Linked DNA regions of Mus musculus: region 2 is linked to region 1. Evidence: chromatin contacts called from public Micro-C data. All regions are on one chromosome and are shown on one strand. Each heading gives the region's core, a stretch centred on a gene start, on an enhancer-like site or on the middle of the called end of the contact. The rest is flanking DNA. Distances are from core to core; before and after follow the strand shown. Region 1 overlaps Osbpl11 (oxysterol binding protein-like 11). Region 2 overlaps Zfp148 (zinc finger protein 148).

Region 1 (3,158 bases), core at 314-2,813:
CTGAGATTAAAGGCATGCAATTGCGATTTTTTTTTTTAATGTCAGCTAAGGATCTGAATTCAGGTCTTATACTTGCACATGCAAGCCCTTTGCCCACTGAACCATATCTTCTGACCCCCTTTGATGGCTTTAACATGTCTATGCTTTTCTTAAGGTGGTTAGTATAGTAATATTTTTTTGGGGGGGAGGGGGGTTCAAGGCAGGGTTTCTCTGTATAGCCCTGGGGCTGTCCTGGAACTTACTTTGTAGACCAGTCTGGCCTCGAACTCAGAAATCCGCCTGCCGCTACCTCCCGAGTGCTGGGATTAAAGGCGTGCGCCACCACGCCCAGCTGTATAGTAAGATTTTAGGAAAGTTTTTCCCCATAATCCACTAGATATGGAGATAACCTCCCTAGATAACCCTAGAAGTCCAGTTCTTGCAGGACATGCTCAGCTGCAGTGCTTTTATGACATGCCACCAGGCAGGGGAGGACACCTTCCAGAGACAAGGCTTGGTGTGGAGAACTCAGACTAAGAAATGACTTTCCAAATGGTGAATTATGGACACCTTGATCCTTTGAGGAAATAATTTCTGTTGTGTTCTGCCTGGGGCTTTGCAGGGTTAATGCAGAGTACAACACTCAGGTTATAGGGCTACAGGACTGGACAAAAGAGTAAGTCTCATGGACAGAAACGGTTCAGGGAAAGCAGACTATATATATGCTAAGCACCCAGAGCAGAGAAAGACTTTTTAGGAAATAATTTTTGGGGAGTTGTTTTAAATAGAACATTCACAGTATATTTGTGTTTGTATTTATGTAGCTTTATATTTACATGACTATATTTCAAATAATAATAAGTGGAATATTGTACTTGTTTTGAAGAAATTAGTAAGCTTGACTCTTTTTTTCCCTCCCCTCCCCTCCCCTCCCCTCCCCTCCCCTCCCCTCCCCTCCCCTCCCCTCCCCTCCCCGGCTTGGCATTCAATATGTAGACCAGGCTGGCTTCGATCCAACATACAGAGATTCTTCTTGCCTCTGCTTCCTGAGGACAGAGACTAAAGACGTTCATGATCATGCCTGGAAAATTTAATGAATTATTGTCTCTGCAGCTATTTTCAAAACTGAAGAGTTGTCTGGGTTTGTTTGTTTTTGTTTCCTCATATTTCCACTAACTTCAGCTCTGTTCTTTTTGAAACAGTGACCACATGGAGAGTGTTAATGGCTATTTAATGAAGTACACCAACCTTGTCACCGGGTGGCAGTACAGGTAAGCTGACGGTCCTATGATGGCAGTCTCCTTCCTAAGAGGTTGGGAGTTGGTTCTGTTACACACTGCTGTTGGTACAGAGCTGTGGGACTTGTAGAGGATGGTTTACCATGTCTCTCCTACACAGGGGAAGGCTTTCTCCTTAGGGATGGAGGAGTTGGCCTGTGTCTCAGTGGCAGCCTCTAAGCCTCAGCACTGTCGTTAGGAATAGAGAGGTGTGCTCACCTGCCACGTGCTGCTGCTGTGTGCAGAGGTGAGGCTCTTAGTGGGGAGAGTGGGCATTTCTGCTTGATTCTCAGGCTGTGGCCTTGGAGGGTTAGTAAGCAGCCCACAGCCACATAGGCAGTTGGTGAGTAGGGAAGCCAGCTGTGCTAAGTACACTGTAGACTTAATAGTTGCAGGGCAAGGGTATTAAGGTTTTACTTTTTAAATTGACATTAAATAATACGATTTAAGTCATCTAACTCAGTGTAATTAAATATGTTCACCATTTTGTACAACTGTGCGAACTGCCGATCTCCAGACCCTTCCTCATCGTCTTGAAACTACATATCTTTCATATACTAGCCTCCTCCTCCAGCCTCCTTCTGTTATATAGTCTCTGGACTTTACCCCTCCTTATGCCTCGTGCCCAGGGAACATACGCTGTGTGACCTCTTGTGACTTTTTTATTTCACTCTGCATAGGGTTCAGATTCACATCATAACTTTGGTGGGGGTGTGATTTGTTTGTTTTGTGTAGCCTTGGTTGTCCTAGAATTCAGAGATCTGCCTGCCTTTGTCTCTTGGGTGCTGGGATTAAAGTCATGTGCCACACCACCTAGCTCTTTGGTGTTGTTTTTTCTCACTTTATTTTTATATTTATATATATGGATGTGTCCGAGAGTATACCTCTGTGTGCCTGAGTGTCACAGACAGTGTGGAGATCAGGGTCAGTTCTGTTTCCATCATGTGGTTCCTAGGGATTGAACTGTCTTCAGGCATGACAATATTCCTTCATCCACTGAGCCATTTTGTTGGTCCATTTTTTAAAATTACATTGTGTGTGTGTGTGTGTGTGTGTGTGTGTGTGTGTGTGTCAGAGGAAATCTTACAGGAATAAGTTTTTACTTTTCATCATTCAGGTCCTGGGATTTAACTCAGGGCATCAGGCTGGCAGAAGTACCTTCACCCAATAAACCATTTCCTTGATCCACATCATTATTTAAAGGCCAGTAATATTCCAGCATTTGTATTTCTTATTTATCTATCCCTATATTGATGGACAATGGGTTTTTCTTCTTTTGGCAATTGTAAATAAGGCTTTGCTGTGAATGTTGTGCCAGTATCTGTTCAAGTCTCTACATTTTTGTGTCTATGTCAGGAAGTAGAACTAATAGATAATACAGTGGTTTTTTTTTGGTGTTTACTTTTTTATTTTTGGTTTTAAAGAAATAAACTGCTGCTAGGCATGGTGGCACACATCTTTAACACCAACACTTGGGAGGCAGAGGCCAACCTGGTCTATGTAGTAAGTTCCAGGACAGCCAGGCTACATAAAGAGACCCTGTCTCAAAAAAAAAAGAAAGAAAGAAAGAAAGAAAATAATAATAATAAAATAAAATTAAATAAAATGAATTAAATAACTTTTTAAATTAAATAAATAGATGAACTCTCTCCATGTGGCCCAGGATGAGCCCAAGCTCTTAAACCCCAAATAATTCTTCTGGCCTTAGTATCTGGAGTCGGTCGCTAGGACTATAGACATGTGTACTTTTGCCTATTTCTATCCTTTTATTCTAACCAGCAAAAGTTTGTGCACAGGGTTCTTATTTCTCTGCACCCCCCTTACCTCTCAGGGTCCTCATTTTTCCCCCTCTCAATGCTGGGGTACAGGCATACACAGCCATGCCAGACACTTATGTGGGTG
Region 2 (3,423 bases), core at 690-3,189, 240 kb after region 1:
GTCAGTGCTCTCACCCACTGAGCTATCTTGGCAGCCCACATTTTGTTTTTAGTTGGAGAAAGAGTTAAGTGGAAAAGCTTGTATCTTCAGTTCAGTTCAGACAGCTGCATACATTTTAGTAACACACAACCCATCAGGATATAGAACATTTTCAGTATCTAGAAAGTTGCTTTGTGATTCTTCCCAGTCATTTGTCTCATAATTGTTAGGATTGTTTTTCATTATAATTTGTTGTAGTCTCAGAAATTTTATGTCATGAAATTAAATGTAGCTCTCATGTTTGCATGCTTTCGTGAAGCACATTATTAGTTTATCTGTGTTGATTGTTTATCAGTACTTCATTGTTTTTTCTTATTGATTAGTGTTGTATTGCTTTAATATCTAAACATTTACTATCTTTCTTCCTTGTGTGCACTTTCTTATTTGTATTATTAGAAATAAAGCTATTAGTAAATGCATTTTCTGCATGTTTGTATGCCTTCTCTTGAGTTTTGTTTCTGTTTGACTGACTTAGTTTATCTTTCAGTCAGAAACACTTTTTGACTTTCTCCTCCATGGTTAAGTTTGAGATCAGATAGAATAATACCTCAGTTTTGTTCTTTGCAAGACTCTGAGGACAGTTTATGTCCTCGTATTTCATGTATAGTCAGTCTTAGAGCCAGCTGGACTTTCATTCAGATCACATAGATTCTAGGTAATGATTTGCTTACGGCCAACATTTAAACAGTGGTGGTTTTAATTCATCAGATGGCATACCTCTAGTTTTTTAGGTTTTCTTTAATTTACCCCCAGCCTTTTCTGTCATTTTTAGTGTTTAATTAGACACAGTTTGTTTTAGTGCTGTAGCACATAGTACCAGTTTTTAATGACTAGGATAACAAGCTTCAGTTGCTTTTCCTATTGCCTATGTAGTCTGTGACACTGTTTCTGTTACCTGTCAGTTTTCAGAGTTAAACTGTACATTCTTTAGTTGCCAACCAGCACTTGCCAGAGTTTCCCTTCTTTGTGAAGAATCCTCTTATCATGACTGGATATGACATCTATGACATCTTGAAAGACATCTTTTAAGAAGTTTATTTGCTTGCTAGCTAGCGAGTGTATGCCTGATCTTAAGCCAGCTAGTCAAACACTACCCTGGATCTACAGAACCTGAACCCTGCTTTGGCATTTTGTATTAGATGGGCTTCCCATGTAATTCACAGCTTACAGCTTGAGGACTGCAAGGCTCCTGATAGGGAAGAGCAGAAAGGGGAAGAGACAAGAGCTAACCCTTTATAATCAGTCCCCACTGCCCTTCGAACCCTCTGTCTACCCCAGATCCGGTTCCCACTCTGTAATTGAGTTACTTTGAGGATGTTTTATTGATGAGATCAACGTTATGTGACTTTGAGTTTGACTTTTTCACTTGGCCCATAACTGAATCAGAGCTGTCATATCTGTAGTCCATTTCTCTTGTTAGGCCTCAGGTGAACATACTCTCTCTTATTGGAAGGCCGTTGGGGTTGTTTCCAGCTTTTAGCTAGCACAGATAAAGCCGCTGTGGATATATTAGTTCATGGGTTCTGGACCAGTCTACAGAGCCTGAGATCTCTAGAACATGTCCTTCCATGTTCATAGCCTATCGCCATAAATGATCTGTTTATGTGCTTTTCATTGGCATGCCACTTACAGGATTGTGAGGGGTTCCTTTCTTGTCAGCACAGTAGAACTTTTCTCAACTCCTTATTCTTTTTTTTGGGGGGGGGGGTTGGGTTTTTTTTCTAGACGGGGTTTCTCTGTGTAGCCCTGGCTGTCCTAGAACTCACTTTGTGGACCAGGCTGGCCTCGAACTCAGAAATCCGCCTGCCTCTGCCTCCCAAGTGCTGGGATTAAAGGCGTGGGTCACTACGCCCAGCTATGACTCCTTATTCTTTTAATCTGTCAGCTTGACATTCCATTTGAATGAGCACTCAGTTGAGTTGTCGTCCTCAAAGATAAATGAATCTGAAAAATTGGTCATGCCGGTTAACAGATGGTCAGAGTTTGAGATTTATGTAACATTGTTTTATAATGAGACATAAATAGATATGAGGAATTATTTCCCTTTTTAGTCATATATTGCTGTTGGTGGTAAGGACTATGTATTGGTTTTCATTGAAAAGGGCATTTTACCCAGAACAGTATGATTTTGTTTCTCAATGTGAACAAACTTACAAGTAACAGGCCATTTTCAACATTCTCTTTAGTAAGTATTTTAAAAATGATATTGAACATGGTAATGGTTATCTTCCTCTGTTAGTTCATTCACTTGGAAATCACAAAAAGCTCCTTTTCATATTACCCCTTGTTAGTATAGAATTAGCACTTGAGCTTTCACAAATGTTAATGACTTTAGGTTCTGTACCCTTAGTAAATTAAGTTAACAATTAAAAGTTGTTATTTGTGGCAACTTAGCTCTCAGGATTTATTTTGATTTTCTACTCTTAAGTCAGTAGAGGTCAACTTTTTGGTGTATGGTTTACTCATTGGATGTTTGTTCTCCAATACATTACATTTAAGTTAACACTTGAGGCCTTTAAGCTCACTGGGCTTCTGCAGATGCTTATCAGCTGCATGGTGTCCATGCAGGCAGTGTCATTACAGCCTGTCTCACTAGACAGTGCTGTGGCAGCTTTGCAACATCTCAGAAAATAAAGAAAAGCTATCACCTACCTTCTCATTCTTACAGAGTTCATCAGAGAAGATTTGAGAACTCTTAAACTTCTATGCTCTTTTCTTTTCCAGTTGATGACAAGCATGTTAAGAGGAAAGGCTTGCAGTTTGTATTTACAAATTGGAGTAGATTATAATTGATGATAATACATTTGTCTTCTGATAAACTGTTGGGCTGTATAACATGAATGAAAATATTTTATAAACTGGAAGCTATCTAAAAATTCATGTTCTTGTCATACAATGATATATAGAAAAGATTTTAGGAATATCTAACTCCTGAAAGATTTACTTCAGAATTTACGTGACATTCTTTTAAACATCTTTTAAAAACTTACATGTGAAGGTCAGAAAGACACAACCTGCAGGGATCAGCTTTTACCTTCCACCATGTAGGTCCCAGTGACCAGATTCCAGTCATCAGGTTTGTAGACAGGTGCTTTTTACCTGCTGAAGCGTCTCCGTGGCTTTGTGTGACATTTTTAGATCATAAATTTCTAAAGCATCATGATAGAATTACAGCTATACTTTAAGGTGCTTTATATGTTTGAATACAGTTGGGGTTTTTTGTTTGTTTTTTTGTTTTTGATTTTTCGAGACAGGGTTTCTCTGTGTATCTCTGGCTGTCCTGGAACTCACTTTGTAGACCAGGCTGGCCTCGAACTCAGAAATCTGCCTGCCTCTGCCTTCCAAGTGCTGGGATTAAAGGCGTGTGCCACCACTGCCCTGCTT

Evidence for each region. Hi-C and Micro-C count contacts between places; a contact is called where the count stands out from the background.
Region 2: a Micro-C map of granulosa cells shows a contact between it and region 1, with 1.7 times the contacts expected there. The contact joins two enhancer-like sites.

The regions. Positions count from the first base shown.
Region 1 is chr16:33,194,893-33,198,050 of GRCm38.p6, forward strand. Osbpl11 (oxysterol binding protein-like 11) reads left to right here. Exons shown (of 13, transcript NM_176840.3): 2 at 1,182-1,250. Among named protein-coding and RNA genes, the nearest start is that of Osbpl11, 11 kb to the left of the region's middle. Within about 2 kb of position 1,564, at least 21 of the 459 cell types and tissues checked have an H3K27ac peak or open chromatin away from gene starts, as enhancers often do. A contact at or near this core is called in granulosa cells, where this site is marked.
Region 2 is chr16:33,439,287-33,442,709 of GRCm38.p6, forward strand. The region is part of intron 4 of Zfp148 (zinc finger protein 148); the gene reads left to right. Among named protein-coding and RNA genes, the nearest start is that of Zfp148, 60 kb to the left of the region's middle. Within about 2 kb of position 1,940, at least 2 of the 459 cell types and tissues checked have an H3K27ac peak or open chromatin away from gene starts, as enhancers often do. A contact at or near this core is called in granulosa cells, where this site is marked.